Regions from separate parts of the Sus scrofa genome. Here regions 1, 2 and 3 are each linked to region 4. Evidence: chromatin contacts called from public Hi-C, HiChIP or PLAC-seq and promoter capture Hi-C data. All regions are on one chromosome and are shown on one strand. The core of a region is the stretch at or near the end of the contact, and the rest is flanking DNA. Distances in the headings are between cores, read along the strand shown.

Region 1 (3,338 bases), core at 753-3,252, 440 kb after region 4:
GAGGCTAGGGATCAAACCCACATCTTCATGGATAGTAGTCAGATTCTTAACCCGCTGAACCACAATGGGAACTCCTCTCTGGTTTCTAACGGGCTATTCCCATGGCCTGGAGCCCTTCCCCTGGCCAGGCCCCACTCACTATCCCAGTGTCCCACCACTCTAAAGAACACTTCTGGGCCTGCTATCTTCTTTGCATCTCCTTCCTCTCAGAATCCGTGTCCTGGACTCCCCTTTTTGCTCTCTCCTCCCTGCCCCCATAAGGATCGGCAACAAATCCCGGGCGTTCTCATTCACGTGTCTCTCCCAATATGTCCCCTATTCTACAACCTTGGTTTAATATTATCTCCCTGTCCTGGGGCCTCCGATCCGTGTTCCACGCTACTCAATTCTCTCCCCCTCTAAACTCTTCCATGACCCCCCAGCACCGTTAGGATAAAACCCAAACTCCCTAACAAAGCTCAAGAGACCCCTGTGACCTGGATTCTCTCCACCTGTCTCCCATTTCACTCTCCAGACTGAGTGATACAAGGCCTCTGCAGTAGTTTTTGTCTTCTCTCATTACTGCTCCTCTACCTATGCTGTTTCCTGGGCCTGGAACGTACTTAAGCTTCCTTCCACTCTGCCTGGCTAAATCTACCTTCTCCTTTAAGTGTCAGCAAATTCCTCATCTCTCCCAAGGGGTCCTTCCCTAACCCACCATATCACGTGTGTTCCCTGTCACACATCAAAATCCTTGCAGTCCACACAGTTACATCTACCAGCCTGGGTAGGACTCTTGTTCTCTCATATGAGTATTGCTAGCACTTGCTCAGGGCCTGGTGCGCAGGAAATGCTCAGTGACTAGTGGCTGAACCCCAAGTGTGACTCTGAGCCCCATTCCACCAACTCCCCGGGTCTGACCTGTGAAGTGTCCACGTCAAAGAATGTCTGATAGTAGCCAAAGGTCCAGAAACCAGGCTGCTGCTTCTCCTCCTGTAGGAGCTGAACAGTGTGGGCTTTCAGTGAGGGGTGAAGGGCAGCAGGGACTAGACAAAGGCAGGGCACAGAGACTTAGGGGACCCACCGCTGCCTTGTCACTCTCCTCTGCATCATCCTCAGTTCCATAGCTGCCCCCTGAGCCCATGGCCACAGCCACATGCCCCTGGGGGGTCAACTGATCACTTCTGGTGGTGGTCGCTTCTGGGGTCTGGGCCAGCAAATTAGTGGCTTCCTCGAACTCTGCTGAGAAGGAATATGGGACACAGGTGTATTTGAAGGGGTCAAGACAATTTGGTTCTGCCCACTGCTCATCTGGGGGCCAAGACTAACTGTGACCACCTCGGTGTTCCCCCCAACCCAGGGTACAGCTTCCTCAATTTTGGGGAGTGGGAAAGAGGTGTGTCCCCTTCCCCTCACTCCTAACACTGGACCGCAATTGAGGGCTGGTATGGGGTAGAGGCTCAGGTTTGAGGTCTGAGTTTAGGGCTGGAGCGAGGTTCCTGCCTGGGTCAGGTTTCACAGCTGACTGGGATTCCGGTTAGATGTGAGCTGGGACCTGGATGGGAGGTTCTGGCCAGTGGAGGGAGTAGGAGTGGGGTCAGACCGCGGCGGCACTCACCGTGGAAGGCCAGCTCGTCCGCCGCTGCCATGATCACTCAGGGGCGTCGCCGCATCCCGCTCTGAGGAGAGAGGCCAATCAGGCCCACCCCAACCCCACTCAGCGCCACTCCTTGAAGCCAACCCTCAGCCCCGAGCCCCGTTTGGCGGCTGACCGTACCGCAGGGGCGTGAACACAGCACTCCCGCCCCCCAGGTGCACCCCCGCCCACCTCACCTGAGGCCGCCTCAACTGGCGTGGCCGGTACTCTCTGCGCCTGCGCGACCCGCCTACCAGCCGGGGCAACCCCAGTCGGACCCGACAGCAACATCCGGCGTCGGTCCGTTTTCTATCGTCTTCCGATGGGAAACTACCTCCGGAAATGTTGACGCTTGCGCAGAAGATATTCACCGGATCTTTTTGTTTCGCATACCAGGCGTTTCTTTTCGGAGTAGGGACGCCCAGCCGGAAGAGGATGGCGGCCGCTGCACTGAAGAGGTTGTGGTCCCGAAGCCGTGGGGAGGCGGGGGACGCTGCGGCTGCAAAGCCTGGCGTGTGGGCGCGGTTGGGTGAGTAGAGGCGCTAGGCGGTGGGGGTGGGGGGCCGCAGCGGCCCGACCGCCCTCATCGCGCTTCTCTCCTCTCAGGAGCTTGGGCCCGCGCGCTGCTCCAGGACTACGCAGAGGCCTGCAGAGACGCGGCGGCGGCAGCGCGAGCCCGGCCCGGGCGTGCAGCCGTGTACGTGGGGCTGCTGGGCGGCGCGGCGGCCTGCTGCGCCCTGGCGCCGAGTGAGGCAGCCTTTGAGGAGGCGCTGCTGGATGCGTCGGGGACGCTCCTGCTGTTGGCGCCGGCCACACGCAACCGCGATTCTGAAGCATTTGTGCAGCGGCTGCTCTGGCTGCGGGGTCGCGGCCGCCTGCGCCACGTGAGCCTGGGCCTCTGCTCGCTTGTGTACGAGGCGCCGTTCGACGCCCAGGTCAGCCTCTACCAGGCCCGCTGCCGCTACCTGCAGCCCCGCTGGGCGGACTTCCCGGACCGGATCTTGGATGTGGGCTTCGTGGGCCGCTGGTGGGTGCTGGGGGCCCGGATGCGCGACTGCGACATCAACCACGACGAGTTCCTGCACCTGCCGGCACATCTACGCGTCGTGGAGCCCCACCAGCTGCACTCGGAAGCCAACGAGCGGCTCTTCGATGAGAAGTACAAGCCTGTAGTGCTCACCGACGATCAGGTGGATCAGGCGCTGTGGGAGGAGCAGGTCCTGCAGAAGGAGAAGAAAGACCAGCTCGCCCTGAGCCAAGCCGATCCCCTGGCGCCCTCGGAAGTCGCTAGATGAAACCCATTGCGGCCTGGGTCCTGACCGGATCCTGAGCCCAAGCAGACTGCCGATCAAGGATTGTGCCGTTGGTGAGAATCAGCCTCAGACGTAGAGCGATGGAAATAAATTGTGTGCAGTGATCTCTCCGTGGGTTTTCACAAAATTGAGGGCCTCCCTCTCACCTGTTCCTTGTGAGTTGACGCTAATTCAGAGCCTCCTTGGTCTTGGAGTTGGGAAGAGCAGAAGGACATGCCTTGTAACATTTATCACTGCCAGAGTTAGTGAGGAGCCTTAGATGGAAATAAGCCTTTGCACTGGGCTTAAAGATTCCTCCGACTGAGGTATCACAGTTGTTAGGTGACTCCCAAGCTCTCCTAAGAACTTTTAGATTTTCTTTTTTCTTTTTTTTGTTCTTTTAGGTCCGCACCTACGGCATATGGAGGTTG
Region 2 (3,673 bases), core at 1,006-3,505, 360 kb after region 4:
AGGGTGAGCCTCTGTCATGCAGAATAGTGTGAGAATTCGTGTTTGGGGGCAGAGAGCTGAGAGCACAGACTCAGTGGCCAGGCTGCCTGAGTCTAAATCCTTCCACCACTCTCTGGCTGTGTGACCATGAGCAAGTAAATAATCTCTCTGGGCCTCAGTTTCCTCCTCAGAATTAAACCTCCAAGTTGCCGTGAGAATTGAATGCCTAATGAAGTATAAAGAACATACTTACTATGGTTAATAAATAGTTAGTGAAGCCAGACTGCCTGTGTTCAAATATTGGCTCTGTAAGTTGCTGGCTGTGTGGCCTTAGAAGAGTTACTTAGCCATCTTGTGCATCAGTTTCCCCAACTGCAAAATGGGGGATAATTAGCGTATACTACCTATATAAGGTGGTTATGGAGATCTAACAAGTTATTTAAGCTCTTACAACAAGGTTTACACCTAGAAATGTTCTATTGTTATTAAGTTGGGGGCACCCATATATAGGAAAGGCTAGGTCAGGCCAAGGGGGACCCCAGCCAAGGTGAGAGTGCAGAGCCCAAAGACAGAAATCTGAGAGGAGTGGCCCCACCTCCACCTGGGCACACCTTGATGTCCTCCATCTTGACATCCAGCATCTCCTCAGGCTCCACAGCCTCTGCCCAGCCCTCCACCTCTTCATCATCCTGCAGGCTGTCAAAGATGAGTTCAAAGAACACGAGCTTCTCGGAGATTGTGCTGAAGGAGTTGTCAAAGCACAGTTTGTAGTCCCCTGCCTCCGTGGGCTCCACCCTGGACAGACAGAAAGACACACTGACATGGTCTGGACTGGCTGTCCAGTTGGACTTTTCGAGGCAGGCAGGGTGGTAACCCGAGGCCGCCAGAGAGGGGCAGGACTGTAACTGAACCTGGGCAGCCACCGGGACGTAACTCACGTGTGCACACCATCTGCCTTGCGGGACTCGCTGACCAGCAGCACTCCCTGAGGGCTCTCCAGAGTGAAATCCACGTCCAGCCCAGCACCTGCGATCACCTGGGGGGCAGGTAAGAGCGGGTGGAGGACTAAGGGTAGACCAAGGGCACCTGGCAGAAGGCCATGACTGGACCGACCCAAGCAGACCATCACCAGGGGCCTACCGGAGCTTGGAAACCACCCTCACGGTGGTCCTGCCCCTTCCACTCCTTTTGGCCACGCCCCTTGCCTTGGCTCCGCCTCCATAGATTTGGGGGGCCTTGGGATGGGCTCCTAAATCTGGTCACGCCCGCATACACAGTTCTTAATCAACGTTTACCAGATTATGTCCGGCTTGGCCACAACCCAAATAATATAATGGAGCCTTGCTTGAAGCCCTTGCCTTCACCCTTTCCCCGGGAAATCCTCGTGTTGGCCACTCCCTTTCTTGTGCCACATCATGGCCACGCCTCCACCTCAATTGACACCTCTTTAGGCCACGCCCACCCGCGAGAGTCCTGCCCGCTGAAGGCCTCCCTCTTTCAATGGCCCCGCCTCCCCGCTCTCCCATTTCTAGCCCCGCCTTTGTCCGAAACATCCACCCCTTCCTCTCCAAAGCACTACCCCCGCCCCTAGCTCTCCCTGACTCAGACCCCGCGTTCTTACGCACGGGCTCCTCCTCCTTCCTTCTTCAAGGCATGCATCGCTGGCTCAGTTTGGCCACGCCCCCTCTCCCTGTCTTCGCCGGCTCCCCGATCCGGCACCCTCTACCTGGTACTCAGTCTCCAGGCTTGCGTTGGCCGGCGCAGACTGATAGAAACATTGCTTCCGCCCCGCAGGAAGCAGGAATGTAAACTCGCCATCCTGGATCGGTGGGGGCCCTGCCCCTCCTACCTCCACTGGAGGCAATAGTAGCCATAGGGCCAAGGCTAGGGCCGTGCTGGCCGCCATCATCTGGGTCACCCTCCGATTTGCTAACAGGTCGCGGTTCCTTTAAGGGTTAGCCCTGCCCCTTCTGCTACTCGACGGAACTCATTGGCCGCCGCTTCACTCCGTTGTCTGAAGGCCGCGGAGCTAGGAGTGCAGGACCCCCTGAGAGACTAGTTGACCGAATAAATGCCTGATGAACCTAAAAACGCTGGACTTCCTACACACTCTATCTTTGAAAAGCCTCCACTTCTGGTCCCAAACGCTGTTGGGGGAAAGTTTAAAAGAATAAGTACCATGATGGCATATTCTTCTCAGGCAAAATCTAAGACAACGATGGTAGAGGCGGCTGGGTCCTTGCTGTTTTCCCAGAGTACCCCGCACGCGACGACCCTTGTGCGATTCAATGTGGATGTAGCTGGTCAAAAATAGAGGTGGGGCATGGCCCTCCACGCGACCCGTAGGACTAGCATATAAAAAGGTTTAGCTAGGGCGGGTGGAGACCTTTTTATATAAACGTGGTTCAGGCTTATTCTGCGTCTGTAATCGTGGTCGCTGGTCCGACGCCTGACCTCCTCATTTCCTAGCATCTTAGGACCGTCATTTTTTCCGTTTCCTCTTCTGTAAATTGGAGGTGATGAGAAGTGAGATGAGGAGCCTAATGAGCACTGCATTTCTTGCCCAGAGTCAGAGAGGCCTGTCCCCACCCTAAACCCCAAAGGGTCTCAAACTCGATGGTCAGCAGGTAAACGGTGATTGAAGTAGCCCAGGGTATGAGGAACGACAGCCCAGTTGCTTAGCATTAGCAAGAAGCGGGAAGAAGAGTGTGGGCTTGAGAGGTTGCTCAGTTCAAGACACGCCACGGGCTTCACTACTGGACCTCAATTGCCTCATCCGTAAAATGGGTGATATTAGTCCTACTTCGTTGGGCTGTTGTGAGATGATGTTTATTTAGTGCTTGCCACATCATAGACCTTCGGTAAATAGCTGTTTTATTCTGGGTTTCTCTTCCTCCATTGGGCGTTGTGTCTTTCAGTCTGGTTTAGAGAATTTGGAGTCGACCTCCCTCTGGAAAACAGACAGATTAGCAAAGACGTCATTGGAAAGGAACACTTATTTGGTGTTTCCATCTAAACATAACACAAAATGTTTAGATGGAGGAGTTCCCATCGTGGCGCAGTGGTTAACGAATCTGACTAGGAACCATGAGGTTGCGGGTTCGATCCCTCGGCCTTGCTCAGTGGGTTAGGGATCCGGCGTTGCCGTGAGCTGTGGTATAGATCGCAGACGCGGCTCAGATCCCGCTTTGCTGTAGCTCTGGGGCCGGCGGCTGCACCTCCAATTAGACCCCTAGCCTGGGAACCTCCATATGCCGCAGGAGTGGCCCTAGAAAAGGCAAAAAGACCAAAAAAAAAAGTTTACATGGAAATTTTGAATCAAGTTAGGCCTGAGAGAGATTAGCAGGTGGTAACAATTACTCTTAGAGTACAGCTAGTGGTAGTCAGCCCTTTCTTGCATTTGGAGAGCTTGGGGAAGGAGCACTTTGTAATGTCAAAGTTCACTGGTGGTCACGTTTGATACTCTTTTTCATTCCAAGTGTTTCTGTCATTCAGACTACTCAGACACTTTGAAGTAGTTGTGAAGAATGAGTAATAACTTTTTTTTTGTCTTTTTAGGGCCGCACCCACGGTATAAGGAGGTTCCCAGGCTGGGGGTCTAATCCGAGCTGTTGCTGCCAGCCTACGCCAGAGCCATAGCAATGCAGGATCCAAGCCACGTCTGTGACCTAAACCACAGCTCACGGCATCTGGA
Region 3 (3,424 bases), core at 147-2,646, 260 kb after region 4:
TCTCTGAGACCTGGGTCTTGGGTCAGGGAGCAGGCCTGTAACTTTGGCCACTCTGCCATCCTCTTACTCATTTTTTCTTCTTTCCCCTGTTACTGCCCTGCCCCCTCAGCCCACTTCCCCACCTCCTTTGCTCCTGGCTCCTTATTGGGCTGCCTCTGGCCTATCTTTGTCCAGAGGAATCAGATCACTTCTGTTAAAGTCAGTCCATCTATTCCCGGCTTCCTTTTTTTTTTGGCTGCACCGTCAGCACATGGAAATTCTCGGGCCAGGGATCGAATCCCAGCGACAGCGTCATAGTTGCCACAGCGTCAGAATTTAAACCCACTGCGCCGGCTGAGGGACCGAACCCTCGCTGCCACAGAGACAAAGCCAGATCCTTAACCCGCTGTATCACAGCCGGAACTCCCCCGCCTCTTCCAAGTGGTCAAGAGTCCCAGTTCCCAGAATCCCCAGCGTTGCCTGCAAAATAATAGGGGAGAACTTTCTGGGGAGAAGTTCCGTTGAGTTTCATTGAGTACTCAAAAAGATCCAAGATGTGCTAAAGTTGAAGAATCAGAGGAACGACGTTGGAGCGTCAGCTGCATCAACACAGGCGTCATCAGACGGTATTCCTACGGGAGGACACAGCATTCGCCAGGGTCTGGAGGCGTGGGAGCTAGCGAGGCCGAGCTAGCCTGCTTCTCCCTAGGAACCACTAATCGCCTGATTCTCACCTTCAAAGTGCACTGGGTCCCCGCGCAAGGAGCTGATTTGTGAGCTCACGGCCAAGACGCATTCTGGGACTTGTAGTTTTTTTTAAGAGCCGAGGAACTCAGGCGTGACCATCACCACTGGGTCCACAAGGTGGCGCACGTTGGCGAGTACTTTGGGTCTACTCTTTGCTTCAGAAGACTAGCCGACCTACGACAATCACAAGTAAGCGCTTGTGATTCTTTGATGGACAGATACATCGTCCAATTAGCGTCAAGATTCGAGGTTAAATCCCACCCTCTTGATTTGTTGGCTGACGGAACGGAGTGATATTTATATAAACCAATGGGAAATTTTTAGGGAACTAGGTAGAGTCGAGTGACAGATCTGTGTTTAAGAATCGATCCTTAATATCACTGGCCAATTTTGTTGACTGGCCGGTCTCCCTGCCAATAAAACTGGCGGATGGGCCTGCCATCCGGGAACTCCCCCAATGGGCGGGGCTAACATGCCTTTTTCCGAAACACCGCCTCCCGGCCTGAACAACTCGCTTCACGCTGCTATTGGCTGTTCTACAATAGCGACAGTTCTCGCGTCCAATGAGACTGAGAGAAAGTCCCCGGGGGGGAAGGTTCATTCAGCTGTAGGTCCGTGCCTCCCTTTCACTGGCTTGGGTGCACGAGCGACAGCGCGGCTGACCAACCGGGGGTGGGGCGAGGGCTTTGGGCGCAGCCCCAGGGCCCCGGGCGGGAGGTCGCTTGGGTCGGGTGTCGCCTGAGAACCGGATGAGGCGGCGACCGTGAGGCCGAGCCGGGAGCGGGCGTCGCGCCGAGGCCCGGGCGGACGGGGAGCAACGGCCGTGGACGCCGCGGGGCCGCGTCGTTGAAGGCAGGGGCGGGTGGGGAGCGCGGGGCGCTCGGGCCGGGGCCACCGGCGCCATGGGCAACCGCGGGATGGAAGAACTGATCCCGCTGGTCAACAAGCTGCAGGATGCCTTCAGCTCCATCGGCCAGAGCTGCCACCTGGACCTGCCGCAGATTGCCGTGGTGGGCGGCCAGAGCGCCGGCAAGAGCTCAGTGCTCGAGAACTTCGTGGGCCGGTGAGCGAGCGTGGCGGCGACGGCGGGCGGGCGGCGGCCTAGGGCGCGGAGGGCGGACCGGGAATGGCGCGCCCTGCGCCGCCGGCGTAACTGCGGCGCTTGCGTGCCCGCGACGGGGACGGGGACAGGGAGGCGGGCCCTGTGGGACGCCCTGGGCGGAGGGCTCCTTGCAGGAGGTGGGGAGCCGGCCCAGGCTAAAGGGGTATCTCATGGGCGAGGGCCAGAAGGTGCGGTGGATTTCTGCCGATTCTCTGGTCCTCAGCTATAGTGGGTGAATTCTACCATATGGTTGCCTGTGTGTCAGGGGCAGGTTCCCCTTCCCTGTCTGTCCGAAACCTGTCACTTAGATATCCATTGGGCCGACCCCTGCGGTCTGACTGGCTGTTCATTTATCTGGAGCAGTTCCTGCCGTCTCGTTGGCTGTCTCTCTGTCCTGGATAGGCTTCTGCCACCACCACCATTTGGCTGTCCATCTGTCCAGTACCGCAGAGCAGCCCCCTGCTGCCTGGCCAGCTATCTAGGATGACCTGTCCTGTCCGGCTGCCCATCCGTGCACTTCACAGACTTTAACACTTATCTCTTCCTCTCTTGGGTTACCTCCAGCTGGCCTCTGCTGTCTGACTGGCTGGCTGACCCTTGGGGACCCTGTTGCCTGGCTCTCCTGGGCTGACTCTAAAGCTTAGTGCCTGGTGAACGCTGGCTCCTCTTTTCCAAGTGGAACCTTTGTCTGTCTGTCCTACTATCTGACCTTCTCCTAATCTGCCTGTTTGTGCCATAGCGGACTGACTGTCTGACCCCACCACTGTGGCAGGGGGTGGTGGAGGATGCAGAGAGAAAGGGAGCTGAAGGGTGAGACTGGAACTCCTCTCAATTGGAAGTAGAACCCTCGGGGGAATCTTTCTCCAGGACTCTTTCCTGGTCCATGTCAGGGTACCTCCATGGCCCTAGAACATAGGGGCCAGCCCCCCAAGCTAAAGCCTGCAAATGTGGGGGGCCCTTCCTGGATCCTGGGAAGGAACTTCTTACCTGATCAGGCAAGATCTGGAATACAGCCTTTTTTGGATAGTTCTGAGAAGTCTCAGTTTGGCTCTCTGTCCTGTGGACATATTCCATTCTGTGGGCTGTTTCCTAGGATTCAGGAAGCTAATGGATGTAATTAGGTTCTTCTCTCTCCCTTCCCCCACTTCTTGCCCTTCTGCCTCCCAGATGGGTGGCCACTTCTCTATTTGTCTAGGAAGGACTCCATTTGTGACTGGGGCTGCCAAATGATAATATCATAGTCATTATTATCGTGATTATTGTTGTTATCAGTGTTAAGAGGTAACGTTCATCCTACAGGCCCCAAGCCAAGTTCTTTCTTGTTCCACTCAGAAGACAGCCTGTTTACCCAAGACCACCAGGCAGGAGGAGCTCAGTGGAGCCCAGCTTTGCTCCTGCCTTCCCAGAGGCCTGGGGGTTTTGCTCCCAGCAGCGTGAATTTCCTCCTTTGCTGCTTTGTCTCTGGCGAACTGCCTTCTGTCTACTGTGGCGGAAAGGCGTGGACTTGGGATCAACCAGGCCTGGGCTGAGCCTTGGGCTGGGCTATGGGCCCCCTGCTTGGCCATCTTCCTGCCTGGCCTGCCCAGGCTTCCAGTG
Region 4 (3,269 bases), core at 208-2,707:
CACGGAAAAATGGGGTGAGGAATTCCTAACTGGAAGGTTCTGAGAGGTATATGCCCTGAGTTTCAAAGTCTCATAGGCACAGGAATGTGGGTGCCGGAGCTCTGATTTTGGGGAGCAGGAGGCTAGAACATTACATCTTAGGAGGGCTATTTTGCTGGCCTGTGAACACTGCTGGGTGGGAGAAGGGCAAGAGAACAGACTTTGGGATCCTGGAGTCTGGATTTGGGGAATAAGTAAAAGTAGGGCAATGAATCTGGAATCAGACTGGGAGGGTTTCTGGTAAAAGCAGGGTCACTCTGGGTGTCTGAGATCAGCAGTCCATGCTAGGGTCAGAAGGAAGAAGGGGTGGGTTTGGGTCCTGGACTTGCATTTGAATGAGGCTTTCCAAAGCTGACTCCTACAGGAAGCCTGTCTTGGGTGGGGGGGAGAGTTTGGTGACTGGGTCTGCAGTACCAAGCAGGGGCAGGGGCTCTAGCTGGGGGGAAGCCACGTGGGTAGGATTTCCTGACATAATGGGAAACTGGGTCTACAGTATGTGAGGCTGAAGGAGAGTGGCCGGAATTGGAAGCTCCATCAAGGGTAGAGCTGGTGGTTCAATCTGAAAGGGAACTAGGTTTCAAAATGCCAGTCCTAGATGGGACTAAGGATACTGATGGGCACTGGTTTAAGTTCCAGGAAAGGGGTCCTGGGTGTGGGCTGGAGTCCCACGCCAGGAACAGAAATCTCAAGGAAGGACAGAATTCCTTGTTGTATTTAGAGGATTTCTGGATCTAAACGGGAATCACCACTGGGACCCAGAAAGGCCGATCGAAGAACAGACTTACAACTTAAAGTACTGGGAACTCTAGGGATTGGGAGGGGCCCATGGGATGTCCAAGATCACAAGGGGGTACTTGAATAGGATCAGGGTCAAGATTCTGAGGTAAGATTCGGAGCGTAAATGGAAGGTCCCAAACGGAACTGGGGGGGAAGCCCAAAGCTTGTCTTGGTAGTTAAACTCTGAAGAAGGTGCCCTAGGGGTGAACTGGGAGTTCCAAGAAGAAATCGGCAGGGGGAGGCTCGGATAGCAGGCAAGGGACTCAAGGGTCCCGGAAGTTCTGGGATCCCGGAGTTGAATCGAAGAACCCTGGGCGCTACTGAAAGTCCAGACTGTAGGGTGGGAATCTCAGGTGTCCATGGCCGGGTTCCTAGCAGTATCTGAAGTCAGAACTCTGAAGCAGAGACCCGGGAGTGGGGGAAGGGGCTGGCCGCGCGCGCTCTACCTGGTGCCTCCAGCGGAAGAGGCTGGCAGTGTCGATATTGGGGTGCGTCTCGTCTTCATCGTCAGACACCTCGATGTGATCCCACACGCTGTAGTCCACCATCTTGCCTTGGCGGCCCAGCCAGCTCCGACTCTGGCGGCGGTAGCGGCAGCACGGAGACTCGGACCGCCGAGCCCCGCCCCTTCCGCTTCCGTCTGGGCGCGCACGCCCCCGCCCGCACGTGACGTCACATCCTTAGTAACCCTGGCAGCGGCCCTGGCGACCGAGTTCTTAAAGAGCCCTGCGCACGTGTCCCAACTCCTGGGATTCTCCCTCAAACCTCATCCCATCCTGCTTCGGGCACTTCCTGGGGGGTATATGAGTGGGTTCTCCAACCTCGAGCCCCGCTAATCTCCTGCCGCCGCATAGTGGGCCTTTACGGCGGCCGTAAGTGAGCAGTTGGCGAGCCTGAGGGAGAGGATTGTCCTCTTAGCCACGCTGCAGTGACGTCAGCCCTAGCCCACTGCTGGGTTCCTTGTGAAGGGGGATTTAGCTGTGTTGGGGAGGTTGTCTGATATGGAAGGACCTTCCCAGTCCGAGGGGTACAGGACCCTGTCCTGGGAGGGTCTAAGTGAAGGAAGGATATGGCCCTGCCCTTGAGGGGTTGGAGGTGATGGGAGTGCTGTGGCTCTGCCTTGGGGCCTGGTGTTTCCCCGGCTCGAACCACAGCCTCCTCCTCGCTTCTGCCACTCCTGAACGGGGATTCGCGCGCCCCCCTTCGGAATCACCCAGACTTCATTTAACTAGTCTCGGGAGCCGATCCACAGCGTCTCCCCGTGCGGCCGCTGGGTGGCACCAATGTCTAACTAGCGGCCAGTGCTTCTGGCCTCACACCAAGTGGGGAATCTTTCCCGGTGGTAGTGCTCTAGGACCGCTAGCAGGCCTTCCCCTTTCGTCTGGGGCCCCTTTTCTGGTCCTGGGCTCTAAGGACTCTTACATTGAGCTTGAGCGACCCCAGCCACACACTTTCATATATCCCTACCCACGCTTTGATACCAGGATAAAAGGCCGCGTTGCAGCCTAGGGCCGGGATTATCTCAGATTAAAGGATGCTCCGATGGCGTGGGGGATGGGAGAAGCTTCAACCACTTGCGTGAAGGGCGCCTCTTCCAGACTCCCCCAGAGTGGGCGTTTGGAGGGAAAAGGCTGGAGAGAAAGGAGTAAAGGTCTCTAAATGGGGGCGCAGGGGGGATGGGAGGGGATTCCCCAGTCGGGGGAAGGGGAGGGGACACGTCCTGACAAAGCTCCTGCCCGCTGCCTCCCCTCCCCCTCACGCTTCATTCAAACCGGCAAGGAGGCGGGCGGGGGCGGGGGAGTCCCCCTCTCCTCCTCCTCCCTCTCCAGCCCCGGCAGTCCAGCATCTCAGCAGCCGTCACGGCCTGGGCTCGCGCGCGCACGGACCCACACCTCAGGTCTGACAATCGCGCGTGCGCGCGCGCGCACACACACACACACACACACACACACACACACACCAGCAAACAACAAAGGGTCTGGACACCCCTGTCCCCTCCCGCCCCCCAGGCCGGAGAGGGCGGGGCATCCCCTCCCCAGTCCCCCTGCAAGGTAAGATTTGGGCTAAAAGCTGCGGTGGGGAGGGGAACCTGGCGCCCAAGAGGGAGGGGGCTAAGACGGAGGGAGTTTTCCTGTCCCCCAGAAAAGTCAGGTACCCCCCATTAAAATCAAAGTCCCCCCTGTACGCCCTCTGAGGGCTTCAGGCCGGCTTCTGGGCTGAAGGTGTGTGGGGAGAACCCCGGATGTCGGGGATTCCGGGTATACACGGGGGTCTCTACCTGGCTGCGGATACTGGAACTTCCTGGCCCCAGCGAAACAGGATCCCAGGAGACTCAGCTCCCAGAACTGGGGACAGGGCGCCGGAAGCTCCCCCAACAGTGCCAAGCGTTTCCTAACCTCCTGCCAACACAGCATCTCTAGTCCTGGGAACTGAGACAGAGATCCCCGAGTTGC

What was found. Promoter capture Hi-C pulls out the DNA fragments that hold promoters and counts their contacts. Hi-C and Micro-C count contacts between places; a contact is called where the count stands out from the background. HiChIP or PLAC-seq counts read pairs in DNA pulled down with a chosen protein or histone mark.
Region 1: a promoter capture Hi-C map of liver shows a contact between it and region 4, with 6 times the contacts expected there. The contact joins the promoter of TIMM29 here to the promoter of CDC37 in region 4. A contact is called at or near these places in 1 of 5 promoter capture datasets (liver) and 1 of 47 Hi-C or Micro-C datasets (heart right ventricle).
Region 2: a contact with region 4 is called in an H3K27ac HiChIP or PLAC-seq map of skeletal muscle, with 2.7 times the contacts expected there. The contact joins the promoter of TMED1 here to the promoter of CDC37 in region 4. A contact is called at or near these places in 2 of 2 datasets of contacts at active chromatin or transcription factors (alveolar macrophages and skeletal muscle).
Region 3: a Hi-C map of liver shows a contact between it and region 4, with 7 times the contacts expected there. The contact joins the promoter of DNM2 here to the promoter of CDC37 in region 4. A contact is called at or near these places in 2 of 5 promoter capture datasets (fetal liver and liver), 3 of 47 Hi-C or Micro-C datasets (embryonic fibroblasts, heart right ventricle and liver) and 1 of 2 datasets of contacts at active chromatin or transcription factors (alveolar macrophages).

What each region holds. Positions count from the first base shown.
Region 1 is chr2:69,647,668-69,651,005 of Sscrofa11.1, forward strand. It overlaps TIMM29 (mitochondrial import inner membrane translocase subunit Tim29), which reads left to right and starts at 2,003. Exons shown (of 2, transcript XM_003123205.4): 1 at 2,003-2,144; 2 at 2,222-3,338. The coding sequence starts at 2,051. The coding sequence ends at 2,910. YIPF2 (protein YIPF2) reads right to left here and starts at 2,024. Exons shown (of 9, transcript XM_021083826.1): 1 at 1,813-2,024; 2 at 1,598-1,658; 3 at 1,064-1,221; 4 at 901-981. The coding sequence starts at 1,628.
Region 2 is chr2:69,574,166-69,577,838 of Sscrofa11.1, forward strand. TMED1 (transmembrane emp24 domain-containing protein 1) reads right to left here and starts at 2,256. Exons shown (of 4, transcript XM_003354060.4): 1 at 1,706-2,256; 2 at 918-1,015; 3 at 591-774. The coding sequence starts at 1,888. It overlaps DNM2 (dynamin-2), which reads left to right. Exons shown (of 20, transcript XM_021083818.1): 20 at 1-262.
Region 3 is chr2:69,472,617-69,476,040 of Sscrofa11.1, forward strand. DNM2 (dynamin-2) reads left to right here and starts at 1,397. Exons shown (of 20, transcript XM_021083818.1): 1 at 1,397-1,789. The coding sequence starts at 1,629.
Region 4 is chr2:69,211,452-69,214,720 of Sscrofa11.1, forward strand. CDC37 (cell division cycle 37) reads right to left here and starts at 1,458. Exons shown (of 8, transcript NM_001123096.1): 1 at 1,263-1,458. The coding sequence starts at 1,364. It overlaps LOC110259341 (a long non-coding RNA gene), which reads left to right and starts at 1,381. Exons shown (of 3, transcript XR_002341637.1): 1 at 1,381-2,867.